Regions from separate parts of the Bombyx mori genome. Here region 1 is linked to region 2. The links are chromatin contacts, called in public Hi-C maps. All regions are on one chromosome and are shown on one strand. Each heading gives the region's core, a stretch centred on a gene start, on an enhancer-like site or on the middle of the called end of the contact. The rest is flanking DNA. Distances are from core to core; before and after follow the strand shown. Region 1 overlaps ced-6 (ced-6 protein). Region 2 overlaps ced-6 (ced-6 protein).

What was found. A called contact is a pair of places that touch in the nucleus more often than the background predicts.
Region 1: a Hi-C map of middle silk gland shows a contact between it and region 2, with 1.5 times the contacts expected there. The contact joins two enhancer-like sites. A contact is called at or near these places in 2 of 7 Hi-C or Micro-C datasets (middle silk gland and posterior silk gland).

The regions. Positions count from the first base shown.
Region 1 is chr2:5,496,850-5,503,893 of ASM3026992v2, forward strand. The region is part of intron 1 of ced-6 (ced-6 protein); the gene reads left to right. Among protein-coding and RNA genes, the nearest start is that of LOC119629985, 34 kb to the right of the region's middle. Within about 2 kb of position 2,787, at least 4 of the 8 cell types and tissues checked have open chromatin away from gene starts, as enhancers often do.
Region 2 is chr2:5,462,945-5,469,629 of ASM3026992v2, forward strand. All of the region lies in intron 1 of ced-6 (ced-6 protein), which reads left to right. Among protein-coding and RNA genes, the nearest start is that of LOC101736997, 9.1 kb to the left of the region's middle. Within about 2 kb of position 2,412, at least 8 of the 8 cell types and tissues checked have open chromatin away from gene starts, as enhancers often do.

The DNA.
Region 1 (7,044 bases), core at 1,537-4,036, 34 kb after region 2:
GAAAAAGAAACATAAATTATTCTGATAATTCAATAATCAGTTCTCTGTGGAACTTGTTGCGGTGAACAATATGTATTTTGTTTTTTTTTTTTACACCTGCAATCTTTAAGGAACTACAAACTTGCCCTGATCTCAAACGACGAAGCGAATATCTATATTTATCACCGCTGTCATTATTTAATGCGTTTGTGTTTCTCGTTAGTATCTCGTAAACTAAGTTAGCGTATGAATGACCTAGACATACATTGTACGTGTGTGAATAAGCGGCTTTATGTTGCGCGCAAAAATCAATGCCACGACACCGGCCGGCCAATAAAAAAAAAAACAGTTTGACATTCAAAATTTGACATTACATTTGTTTTTTTTTTTTGTTATAGTACCATCGCATATATAGTTATAGGGCCTCGGTTCGCAAACTGTGGAAAACATCTGTCAAGGCTTTAATGAGCAAGAATTCCACACGACCACGACTGCTCTGCCAAGAGCAACCGATTATGATGATGATAGTACCATCAATGCGCGGTAGGGAGACGGTGATTTTGGGCAAGTAGGGTTTCATAAATTTAATTATAGTTGAGAGGAATCGACAAAGGGAATATTTTTCAGCCAGAACCAGTAAAATTGCTCGGTAGACCGGCGTAGGGTTTTTTTTTGGAACGAAGGGTTTGCCTGTGGTTCGGAGTCCTTTAAGTTTTACCAGGACAACTAAGCGAGCACGGGCTCAGCCAGCATGAAGATCCGAATGTTATTGTTCGGAACTTGAATATATGCCAACTTGTTTTGAAAACGTCGTTAGCGCAATTCAGACAAATTTTTGTCAAATATCTTCCCTTCCATGTCAGTAATCGCTACAATTATAACAACAATTATACTAACAGCAATTACTGATGATAGGACCTCTTGTGAGTCCGCACGGGTGTGACCACCCTGCCTATTTCTGCCGTGAAGCAGTAATGCGTTTCAGTTTGAAGGGTGGGGCAGCCGTTGTAACTATACTTGAGATCTTAGAACTTATGTCTCAAGGTGGGTGGCGCATTTACGTTGTAGATGTCTATGGGCTCCGGCAACCACTTGACACCCGGTGGCCCGTGAGGTCGCCCACAAATTTAAGTAATAAAAAAATAATTCATCATTTTTAAAGTTTTAATGGGTTTTTTTTTATGAAATCGTTACATAGGTTAGAAATGTTAATAAAGTTAATTGCGTGTACTCTATGGCTTTTACAATGTAGTTTTTTAATATTGATTATCTAGACAGCACAATAGCCTTGAAAAAGCAAATTTTGTATCCCTTTTTACGAAAATTGCGCGGACGGAGGAGTATGAAATTTTCCACACTTATAGAGAATATAGAGAAGAAGTGCACAATGCTAATATTTTTTTTAAATAATGCATAAAAGATACATTAAAACAATAAAGAAAACATTACACACACTACATACCATGTATTTGACGCACACACGCATGCATACTATTTATTGTCAAACTTTTATTCTTGACGTCTGTTGTCAAATTGAGAATAGATCAAATATTGTCTGTCTTTATTAATATTTTTTATAGTGTAGTCTTAGCGAAATTTGTGATTATAGAAGTATAAAATACAATCATAATAGTGTACAAAATTACAATTCCAATTGATTGTAGTCGAATTTCGACTACCGCGGGACCTCTAGTTGGCAATAAAAGTGTGTTTCTCTTTTGAAATTGTTCGTCTTGATCAAAAGCTTTTTATTCAGTAACCAAGATGATGGTCGAATTTCAATGATTTCATTAACTCTACTAAAAAATATACAGACTGTATGGTCCTAAGACGAAACGAGTGAATTTTAATTTGTGCAAAAATCGCTGTTATATTCTAATCCTCAATACATGCAGTTACTGGTGCATAACTGGATTACTGGTGGTAGGACCTCTTGTGAGTCCGCACGGTTACCACCACCCCGCCTATTTCTGCCGTGAAGCAGTAATGCGTTTCGGTTTGAAGGGTTGGGCAGCCGTTGTAACTATACTGAGATCTTAGAACTTGTATCTCAAGGTGGGTGGCGCATTTACGTTGTAGATGTCCATGGGCTCCAGTAACCACTTAACACCAGGTGGGCTGTGAGCTCGTCCACCCATCTAAACAATAAAAAAAACTTAACAAAGCCCGCAAATAAAATAAAAAAAGCGGTTGTCTTCAAATTAAGAAGCTAAAATTTTTAAAAGATTGTCGTCCATGAGAACTCCCGTGTCCTCATTTTATGCAATCGGTGTCTCGTGAGAAAAAACAACAAGATTTAAATTTTGTTAATATTGCTGTATAATGGCAACATTGTTGAGGCATAGAGATTTTATTATTCTTTATAAAAAAAAAATTTTTTTTTTATATCTTGCATTTTCTTAATTAAAAATTATGTTTCAACTTAATTCAAATTAGTAAATGCGATTTAATATATACAAGGGTGAAGTTTCTTTCATTTTCCTTTACTCCCTATCGTTATTTTCTTGTATACTATTGATCGGAACCCCTTCTCGGGTAAAGGCCTCCTCCGGTTTCTTCCAAACCACTTTGTCCATGGCTTTCTTTTTCCAATGGCTTTTATGTCATAAGCCATTATTATTACTCGCTTAAACCTGAAGAAACATTAAGTTAACAAAATGAAACAATTCACCCACTTCGATCCTCACTTCCCGCCAAAAGGCCGTCTCTAGTAACACAAGTTTGCACAAATGCAGCAGATAAACAAAAAAGATAAAACAATTTAATCATCCGATTACTAATTCCACGCGAGAAACTGAACGCGCAATAGTGATGCGACACCGCGTGTCTGTCTCGATATAAATCATTAAACAATAACGACCTTTGCCCGCGTCCCGTCTCGTATCGATAATGAATTAATCGAATAATGTTATTCGATATGAGTACGCGGAAATAGCACGTATAACAACTACGCAATAACGTCGATAATTATTTGCTTTTGTTATGTTTAGAACCCGTCGAATTTTAAATAAAGAAGAAATAAAGAAGAATGAAAATTCTAATTTGCGTAATCACTGGTGGCAGGACCTCTTGTGAGGCCGCACGGGTAGGTATCACCGCCCTGCCTATTTCTGCCGTGAAGCAGTAATGCGTTTCAGTTTGAAGGGTGGGGTAGCCGTTGTAACTATACTGAGACCTTAGAACTTATATCTCAAGGTGGGTGGCCCATTTACGTTGTAGATGTCTATGGGCTCCAGTAAACACTTAACACCAGGTTGACTGTGAGCTCGTCCACCCATCTAAGCAATAAAAAAAATGCTTTCAGATTCTCAACCCCGAATCACGAATTTTGAATGTGTAATGCGAAAGAAAATGTAGCTTGTTCTTTCTTTATAGTCGCGACACTCTAGACCGGTGTTTCCCAAAGTAGAGTCCTGGCCCCACCAGTGGGCAGTTTGATAATTAAGGAGGATAATCGCACTAAATTAATATAGAAAATCTGTATGAAAGTTAATTTGAATTTTAGTTTGTTTATTATATGTTTTGAAATATTTTAATACTTATGTGTTTTGATAAAAATTCCATAGTGATTTCTTCCAAGAACCTATCATTTATGTTTCTTAAGTGAACAAATCAATTTTTTAATGTTAAAACTTATGTATGGGTTGCATAAAAATTTTAGAAACGTTACAGTGGGGCATGACACAATAAAGGTTGAGAAACACTGCTCTAGACAGAATGGTCGTATGTATAATTTTTGAAGCCATATTTGAAGCCCCTCGTGATGTCCCGTCACCCCTCTCTGCTCAAGGCCATCTTATTGTACATATTCAAAGCACCTCCAACTTTTTTTTTTTTTTATTGCCGTTGTAGGCAGACGAGCATACAACCCACCTATGGTAAGTGGTCACCGTCGTTCATGGACGCCGGCAATGCCAGGGGCAGAGCCAAACCGCTGCCTATAAATATACCATAACTGCAGACTTGATTTCGACTTGACTAGATATTTTGATTTCATATTGAATTCCAGGGCATGAGGTTGTTAGGAGAGTGTTAACTATGAATGTGGAAGGATTTAGAGGAAGAGGTAGACCTAAGAAGAAATTGATGGATTGTGTGAAAGACGATATGGGTAGGAGGGGAGTGAGCGAAGAAATGGTATATGATAGAAGAGTATGGAAGGAGAAAACATGTTGCGCCGACCCCAGGTGACTGGGAGAAGAGCAGGAAAATGATGATTGAATTCCAGGGCACTACTTAATAATATAAGCAACAATAGCGTTACCAATTAATTGGGAAACTTTTTACTTTGAAAGCTTTCTTACGATTAAAAATAAACCGAAGCAAAGTCATAAGTTAATGGACTCTCTCAACAAATGAAAATTTCATTCGTTCTGTGTTATTCAAGAAAAGAGCATATTCTTACCTGAAGGGTAGGCAACGCACTGGCGTAAAGGCTGGTGACCGTGGGCGGCGGTGAATCACTTACCATCAGGTGACCCGTCTTGCTCGTTTGCCTCCCGTTGTTATAAAAAAAAAAAAAACATTTTTTTTGCAAAACTACATGCTGATTACGAATAGAGTCAAATGTCATGTCTCCTAAAGCCAGAATCTGGGTTATCGGTTTTTTTTTTTGTGTTTTCTTCGTTGACCGAATTCAAAAAACGGCACAACGATATGCTATCTAACAGCTGTTGGTAACTAACGAATTGGTAATTAATGTTTTTTTTTTTTTATAAAAACAAACAATATTAATCTATTTTCAATTAACTCAATAAAAATATTAACAAAGACAAACTAATAAATGAATAAAAATAATAATTATTTAGGTAAAGCTACTTATAAATAGAAAATCTGCGTTAGCTCACCGCCGGTTGGCAGAGTTCCCAGAAGGCTGGCAGCATTTCCACGCTGGATAGCAATGCTAATTCTTTGTGCAAAATATGTACCGGCCTTCTGGTCTCCCGAGGCCTCAAAACGTTTTTTTTAAGGTCCTTAAAAAGCTTTTAGCAGATGGGCCCCAAAGTTTCCACGTTTTTTTATTAATAATGGTTTTATCGTTTCCTACCCACACCACGTCCTTCTAAAAGGTGGACCAATGATTTACTAAGATTGACGGGGATCCGCTGGATGCAAGCAGCGCGGGACCAATCTTGGGGGATTCGGGGCTTTTTTTTTTATTGCTTAGATGAGTGGACAAGCTCACAGCCCATCTGGTGTTAAGTGGTTACTGGAGCCCATAGACATCTACAACGTAAATGCGCCACCCACCTTGAGATATAAGTTCTAAGGTCTCAAGTATAGTTACAACGGCTGCCACACCCTTCAAACCGAAACGCATTACTGCTTCACGGCAGAAATAGGCAGGGTGGTGGTACCCACCCACGCGGACTCACAAGAGGTCCTACCACCAGTAATTACGCAAATTATAATTTTGCGGGTTTCATTTTTATTACACAATAATGGTATTATCGTTTCCTACCCACGCTACGTCCTTCCAAAAGGTGGACCAATGATATCCTGAGATTGACGGGGATCCGCTGGATGCAAGCAGCGCGGGACCAATCTTGGGGGATCCGGAGCGAAGCTTGGGGAAGGCCTATGCCCATCAGTGGAATTCTGTGGACTGATTGATAGATAGATTATTGGTTCCTACCCACGGTCGCCTTCCGCGTGAGCTGCATATTCAATTGAACAAAAGCCCAAGAAAATCGAACGACAGTAACTCCATTGGTTTTTTTTCAACTGATTCAAGTCCTCAATGTATCTAGTCTTCATCTAGTAATGGACGTTACGTTTTTACTGGTGGTAGGACCTCTTGTAAGTCCGCGCGGGTGGGTACCACCGCCCTGCCTGTTTCTGCCTTGAAGCAGTAATGCGCTTCGGTTTAAAGGATGGGGCAGCCGTTGTAACCCCCCGAGGGAACTAGCAATTTCTTCTTAGTCGTTTCCACTCTTGGCCGACTGGACCTGGTCATTACTTCGGGTGGTGGTGCACTTCACAAGACCTCGCCATTCCTCAGGTACCACATTCTTTCTTGTGCACTCCTCGCACTAAGCAATAGGTCGGCATAACAAAAATTAGTTTACATCTATATATTAATACGTGAAGAATAAACTTTGTATCCCTTTTTACGAAAATTGCGCGGACGGAGGAGTATGAAATTTCTCACACTTATAGAGAATATAGAGAAAGAGTGCACAATGCGATTTCTTTTTTAAATAATGCATATAAGGTACTTTAAATCAATAAAGAAAACATTACACACACTACCATGTATATGACACAACATACATAAAAATATACTCTTTGTTTACTGTCAATTGGGAAACTTTTTTTATTGTTTAAAGTCTGTGGGCGAATTTTTTTTTTTTTTTTTCTCCCATTTCTTGGCCTGCACGGTTTGTGCGTCAGCTACGCAAAAAGGTTAGGAAGTGTGTTAATGGATTTTTTTAATGGATTTGAAATTGGAACGTAATTTGGAAAAAGGATCAGGTATATATATTATATAAACTAAGTACATAAATGGTTACAATTTTATATTATTATGAAAAATGAAACTAGCTAATATTCTATATACATCAATATTGATATTAGATAAAAGGATAGAAATTGAAGTAGGAAAAGGAATTTTAATGGACAAAAGTGAGGAAATAAAAGCGGAACGGTCATTTCGAGGACAGGCAAAGAATATATGATTAAAATCCCCAACGTCATTGCCACACTCACATATATCGCTAGGCAAAAGGTTAAGCCTTGCCAAATGCAAGGGAATGCATGCATGGAAAATAGATCAATAATATTAAGGACAAAAAATATTTATCTATAGTGCAGTTTTGGCGAATACTGTGATTATATTATCGAAATATAATAAATAGTATTTGACAATAGAACCATGATAATGTTTAAACTTATAATTTCAATTAATTATAGTCGAATCTCGACTACCGCGGGGACACTAATATATACAAATTCCGAACAACAATATTCGGACCTTCGGTTTACCTTGCAAAATCACTCGTGGAAGATCTTCCCTTTGTCGTTATTTTCAATCAATAAACGCATATATGATGCAATGAACTCTGT
Region 2 (6,685 bases), core at 1,162-3,661:
ATCCCGCGTAAAATTTACAAAAAAAAAAAAAACATTTCATGTTAGCGGCGCTTGAAGCAGAAAAGAAAAAAAAACGAACCTGTCCTTTTCTAAATTCATATTTTAGAACGAGATAGAGAAATTGACGGAAATATTATGTTTTTGAATTGTCAACAACGTAATGAGCGATCAAAATGGCGAATGTGGACATTTGCAGCTACGTAAATACGCGGAGCGTGGACCGTGCGTAATATGTACACGAACCGATAAAAGGCTAGTAGTACAATAATAAACAAGTGTTTCTAGTAACATAAGTAATATTGTTATGTTTGAATTCGGAACGTCAAAGGTGTCAACGAGCGACGTCCGCTATGACGCCTTACCCCTTTCCATTTCCAGCCGTCAAGGGCGACACATCTGTTTCTTATTTCTTATAGTCATTAATTTTAAATTCTTTATTTTGTCACTTATAGATATATAAAAATATCAAACTAATAATACAGTCCACTCTTATTCACAACGCAACAGTTATGAATATAGAAATAGGTGAAGACATAATACAAAATTATAAAAAAAAAAAGAAAACTTACTTCGACAAAATATGCAGATTGAATATATTTATCAATGTATGTAGGCGAAATTAATTAATTTTTCATTAAAATTACTTAAAACTATTATTATTGTCACTATCATAATTTCAAAAACAACTTTGTCATTCTCGATAAAATTTAAATAGGGCGACAATATACTATCTATTCGCCCAAAAAAAGTTCTTAGGTACTTACATACATATTTAAAAAAACGGTCGCATTTAGAACCCCTCCTTTTTTTTGAAGTCGGTTAAGAATAGATAAACATCACAATCTCCTCTATCTCTCTCCCTCTCATTATCTCTTAAATTTATTTTAACTATTAGTGGTCGCCTTGTGATCGAATTTCGATCATAATTTATTTAAATTATAAGCTTAAATATCATTAAGGGTCTCTTGCCAAAGACTATACTTCTATAATTATAGATTTCGCCAAGGCTACTCTGTAGGCAAATAATATTAAAGACAAACAATAATAATCTATTCTCAATTTGATCACAGAAATTAAACAATAAACAACAGAGTATGTTATATGCGTATGTGTGTGTCAAATACATAGTAGGGTGTGTAATGTTTTATTTATTTAATTTAATTTATTTATTTAAGGATTACCGACAGGGTTTACAGTAAGACATAAAATAACATTGACATGTATAGAGCAATTGATAACTGCAACTCTAATTAGAGGCAATTACAGCATGCATTACATTAATATATCAATAGAGATTTAACAATACTATTAATAATAATAAAAAATTAAAAACAAAAGAAAGACAACAAGGACAGTAATACCCGAGTACTCAGACCAAGGCTGAGGCTGAGGTTCAACAACAACTTTTTATAATTTTGTTCTTGAATATTGGAATTTATTGATTTAAAAAATATATTAGCATTGTGCACTTCTTGTTTATAATATTTATAAGTGTCGGAAATTTCATACTCCTCCGTCAGCGCAATTTTCGTAAAAAGGGGTACAAAGTTTTTGCTTCACGTATTAATATATAGATTATTTACTAGCCTTAGTTTTACGTTTAAAAAAAAAAACAAATTCGGAAATAGGTTTTTATATAGTACAGTCAACAACAAAAACGAAAATTGAATACCTACTTATAATCTATACCAGACTAATATATCAATTTACAGTGGTTTTTACGGATGTTCCATTATACTACTGAATTCATTCAATTGACTTGAAACTTCGTATCGATGTAGAAAATACATGTACTTAATGGATAGGCTAATATATGAGTGGTGGACTCCCTACACCAGTTGCGAGGGCTTTAATGATGAGAATTGTTGTGGGGGTGAGAAATAATAATGTTAATTTTAAATGCCCAGCGAAGCGGTCGGGTACAGCTAGTTAATATATAGGTTTTGACCGAATATGGTCGAATTTCTTTCGTTAGGCGAACATTAGTTAGCTAAAATAGACAGAGAAGCCACACGGCTCCACTGTCGTTAGGCAGTACTTAGGAATATGGAGAGTGGGGTTACTGGTAACCTTTCCAGTTTATCCTGGACAGATGGGCGAGCACGGCCTCAGACGGGAAATTCTATTTGATAACAGCCACACACAGTGCTTCCGAAGGAGATCCAATAGTTCCCAGGGCAGTTGCTTCGCGAATTCATCCAGTCAAACTGTTAACCTTACAAATTGCTCTTAATTATAAAGTAATGCTGTTTGATAAGCCTCCTGTTGTCAAAATAAAAAAAAAAAAATAAACAGAGAAAGCTCGTTCTTATTACATTTTTAAAATAATTCTAGTAACACTTGCGTTTATGAATATACCATTCGGTTGTTCTGTTGTCTGTTCGCGGAAATACCAAAACATCGCGATGACACCGCATGGTACAGATTATCCTCTGTGACGTACGCTCGGCCAGCCGGTAGAGGACGGCGGTAAGCGAGATGACGCACGTGTATTTTATTAATATAAAATTCATATTGAGGGATGAAAGACTATTTGGTTCGAGCGATATTTTTACAACATTACACGAAAGCTATTTAAAGTTTAAAATTTGTAAAAAATATCATAACAAAAAAAAATCGAATCATATGGAATTCTATTCGAATGGAATAAACTTAATTCAAGTTTAATTAAAAACATCTAATCGTTTTTTTTTTACTACCTATTCTAGTAACCTCGAGAGGTTATTCTAGATTCGCCGAACTAGTAGGTGAGCTCACGGGGCTCAAACCTGACGTCGTTGCGAACACGAACCCTAGCAAGAACCGTGCTTCGCAGAATGTACCACCGGATCGGAAACGCCACCCACTGAGAAGATCCGGCGAGAAACTCAGTGGGCTGTGTCGTGGGTTAATTTACTCGCCGAGCCCTTCGTCGCAAGCGACGGGTTCGACGAGAACGATGACCGTTAAAATGACAGGGAATTGCTAATGCTAATGTCAAATAAAACGCACCAAAGATATTACGTCCATAATTACGTCGTCACTTAAATCAAATAGAATTTCACCCCTCGATATGCAGATTAAGATTTAAATCTAAGAGGTCATTCGATGCGCTGATTTTGCTTCTTGTTACGATAACTTTGACGATTATGAGGTATAGCTTTTTTGTAAGTCTTCGATGTTGGGCCGAAGCATTCAAATTATTGTGTCGTCACCGTGCTTAATACAAATGAATAGGATGTCTTGATTTTGTGAAAATTCAATTAAAAGACTACGGTACATATGTACGTAGTAAATAACTGAACTAAAAAGAGGAGAATGTTCTAAAGCAATATTAATATATACTTGTTTACTGTTCACATGCTATAATAATAATAGCTAATGAAAATAATTAATTTGATTGAAAAAACCTTATGAATTTATTGTGCTATCATTAGTCCTTGAGGAGTGTACTAAATTTCAATTGGATTGGACGTTTTGAATTAGGTAAAAATCACGTTAAAATATTTCGTTACACACATACCTACGTTCGTGTGAAGTTCATAAAAAGGTGCTAAAAAAGTTTACCCTTCCCATTGAATTGAAAAGCTTATCAGAACTACAGTCAGTAGTAATAATATTTACGTTAACTATTTCGGGAAATTCCAAATCCCTTAATGCCCAGACCGTTGTAACTAACTTGAGACCTTAGAACTTATATCTCAAGGTGGGTGGCACATTTACGTTGTGGATGTCTATGGGCTCCAGTAACCGCTTAACACCAGGTGGGCTGCGAGCACGTCCACCCATCTAAGCAATAAAAAAAAAGACCTAAATTTGATAATACACTTTTTCAAAGACCGTTGTGAAGTACACAAAATAAGCACAACGGATAAAACACGAGATCCGGTTGCATAGATAAAGCAGCCGGATCCAAATTTTCTTTGACCGGGAAGTCTCGCCGTATCGAAAACTAGGAAATAACTGTTTGATTAACTGTTGTTTTATTGTTTAGATGTTCTCTGGGAGCTTTCTTTTCAATCTATACTAATACATAAATCTACAGTGGTTTTTACGGATGTTCCGTTATAACTACTGAACCATGCATCCGATTGCCTTGAAACTTGGTATCCATGTAGAAAATACATGTACTTAATGGATTGGCTAATATTTATATGAGCGTTGGACTCCCTACACCAGTTGCGGGGGCGTTAATGATGAGAATCTTTGTGGGGGTGAGAAATAATAATGTTAATTTTAAATGCCCAGCGAAGCGGACGGGTACAGCTAATTGCTTATATTTTCATTGAACTAAATTGATTTGAATAAAATTGTTTTCATTTCGTTACATACAATATTCAAGTGGTAGATCTTATTAAAGTAGTAAAAATTATTTCTGATCCAGTAGTAGATTCACGAAAGCATTCGCGAAGTAACTGCTCTTGAACTGTTTGGTCTCCTTCGGAGGCATTCGGGCGACTTCAGAGATATTTTAGTAATATTGGTAGATAATTTTGTCCCGTTGGAATAATTAGCGATATAGACAGACGGAAATGAAGAGATTAATATACATAATACATGCATAAAATAGGAGAAATCTGAAGTTGCGTCGGCCTAAAGGATAAGACGCCCTGTGTACTCTTGTCAAGCCATGCGACTATACCAGTGTTCGAAGGAATGTACAAATTTTCCTACGAGTTTATACATGGATATCAGTCATCTAACAGTAACCTGTAAGTATCACCGTCCTGCCTATTACTGTCGTAAAGCAATAACGCGTACCTGTTTGTAGAGTTGACAACAAGGCTTAAAAACCCGCCCTTTAACAATCATACAAAGAACGGCAACCCTACCTAAGCTGATAGCCTTAGGGGCTATTTCAGCGTAACCCTAACGTTTGTAGGTGAGCTCACGGGGCTCAAACCTGATGACGTTGCTAACACTTTTTTTTTTTCGGGTAGAGGGCCGAACCTCCTACGAGGTCCCCGCGCAAAAGGGGCGCGCGGGGTATGTGAGACTCAACGATCTGCAGGTTGCTAACACGAACCCTAGCAAGAGCCGTGCTTCGCAGAATCTACCACCGGATCGGAAACGCGACCCACTGAGAAGATCCTGCGAGAAACTCAGTGGGCTGTGTCTGAGAGTTAAAAAGTTATTGTAAATAAATACGTCGCATTTAGATAGAACTCAAAGCCAGAATAATTTCGAAATATGAAAAAAAAGCATACACATTACTTTACTACACTGAACTGATCTCGATAATATCACAAACAAAACAGGAATACCCGACTATCCAAAAAAAAAAAACCCGTTTGTCATTTTGAAACAGAAAAATCTGTGAAAACAATAACATTTTATTTATAAAAAACTACATGCTTAATTGCTGTATGTCGGTAAGTAATTGGACGTAAAAAAAAAAAATAATAATACAAGAAAACAAAGCTTAATTACGGCTAATTCATCAACGAATGATTCGCGCAATGTCATTTGAGCAACAATACGTGTTTCGTGTGACCTTGTCGCGAACAAAGGTTGCCTCTTTATAATGCACTAAAGTTTATTTATTTATTGTATTATTAAGTGCAATTGTTTATGAAGTGAAATTCGGCATTTCCTGTCTTTCTTTAAGCGTGTATTAATGAGAGTGTTTTTGCTAAGAGTCCTAGTTGTTTTTTGTTGATGTTGTTAAATGTCTCCCATCAAAAAAATTAATAATGCTTTCTTATTTTAAAGGGATTTTATGACCTGGTAACAAAGACCTTTAAGTCATGTCTTCTTTTAATTTATATTCTTATTTTTATGAAAAATGATAATATGGAGGGAAATGAAATGAGGATGATTAACTTGAGACTTTAATCAACTGGGAACAAATTAAATGAAATGATATGAGATGATATGGAATGAAATATAATCTCAGTAAAATGGTGGTCATTTACTGAGATTTTTTCAGTAGACTTTTTGGAAGATCCCGAAAAGTTACGTCCAGCGGCTTTGTTTCATTTTCCCACATTTGTGCACTTTCACAGATATTAAACAGTTAATAAACCACCGTTATTAAACATTTTAACCTGAAGAAACAATAAATAGACAAAACAAACAAACAAATCAAACAACTTCACTCCTCATGTTCCCGCCAAAAAGTTTTTTTTAAAACAGAATTTGGAAAATCTTCAAAGAATTTGAGGAAGGGTATTTCATTTTAAGTACTGAGACGGGTGTACAATCTTCCTTCCATCTGGAGTCAAGTTGTTACCGAAGCCCATAAATATCAACAACTTAAACCGACTTTCACCCTAAGACATGAATTCTAAGTCACAGTTTTATAGTAAAAGGCTGCCTTGACCCACCCTTCTTAATACCGGAACGCAGTAATGGTTCGCTGCAGAAATAGCCAGGGTAGGACATGCCTAATCGTATGGATTCACCTACCACCAGAATCGGAAGACGTAACATGTATTTTGAAACTCACTCCTAAAATAAGATAATGTTTTAAAATTCCGTATATCCAAATAGCCAAAAAAATTATCTATACTATTAATATTATAAAGCTGAACAGTTTGTTTGTTTGAACGCGCTAATCTCAGGAACTACTAGTCCGATTTGAAAAAATCTTTCAGTGTTAGATAGCCCATTTATTGAGGAAGGCTATAAGGCTATATAACATTACGGTACGACCAATATAAGTGGAGCACCAATAAATAATGTTTCAATATATTTTCACTTTCTT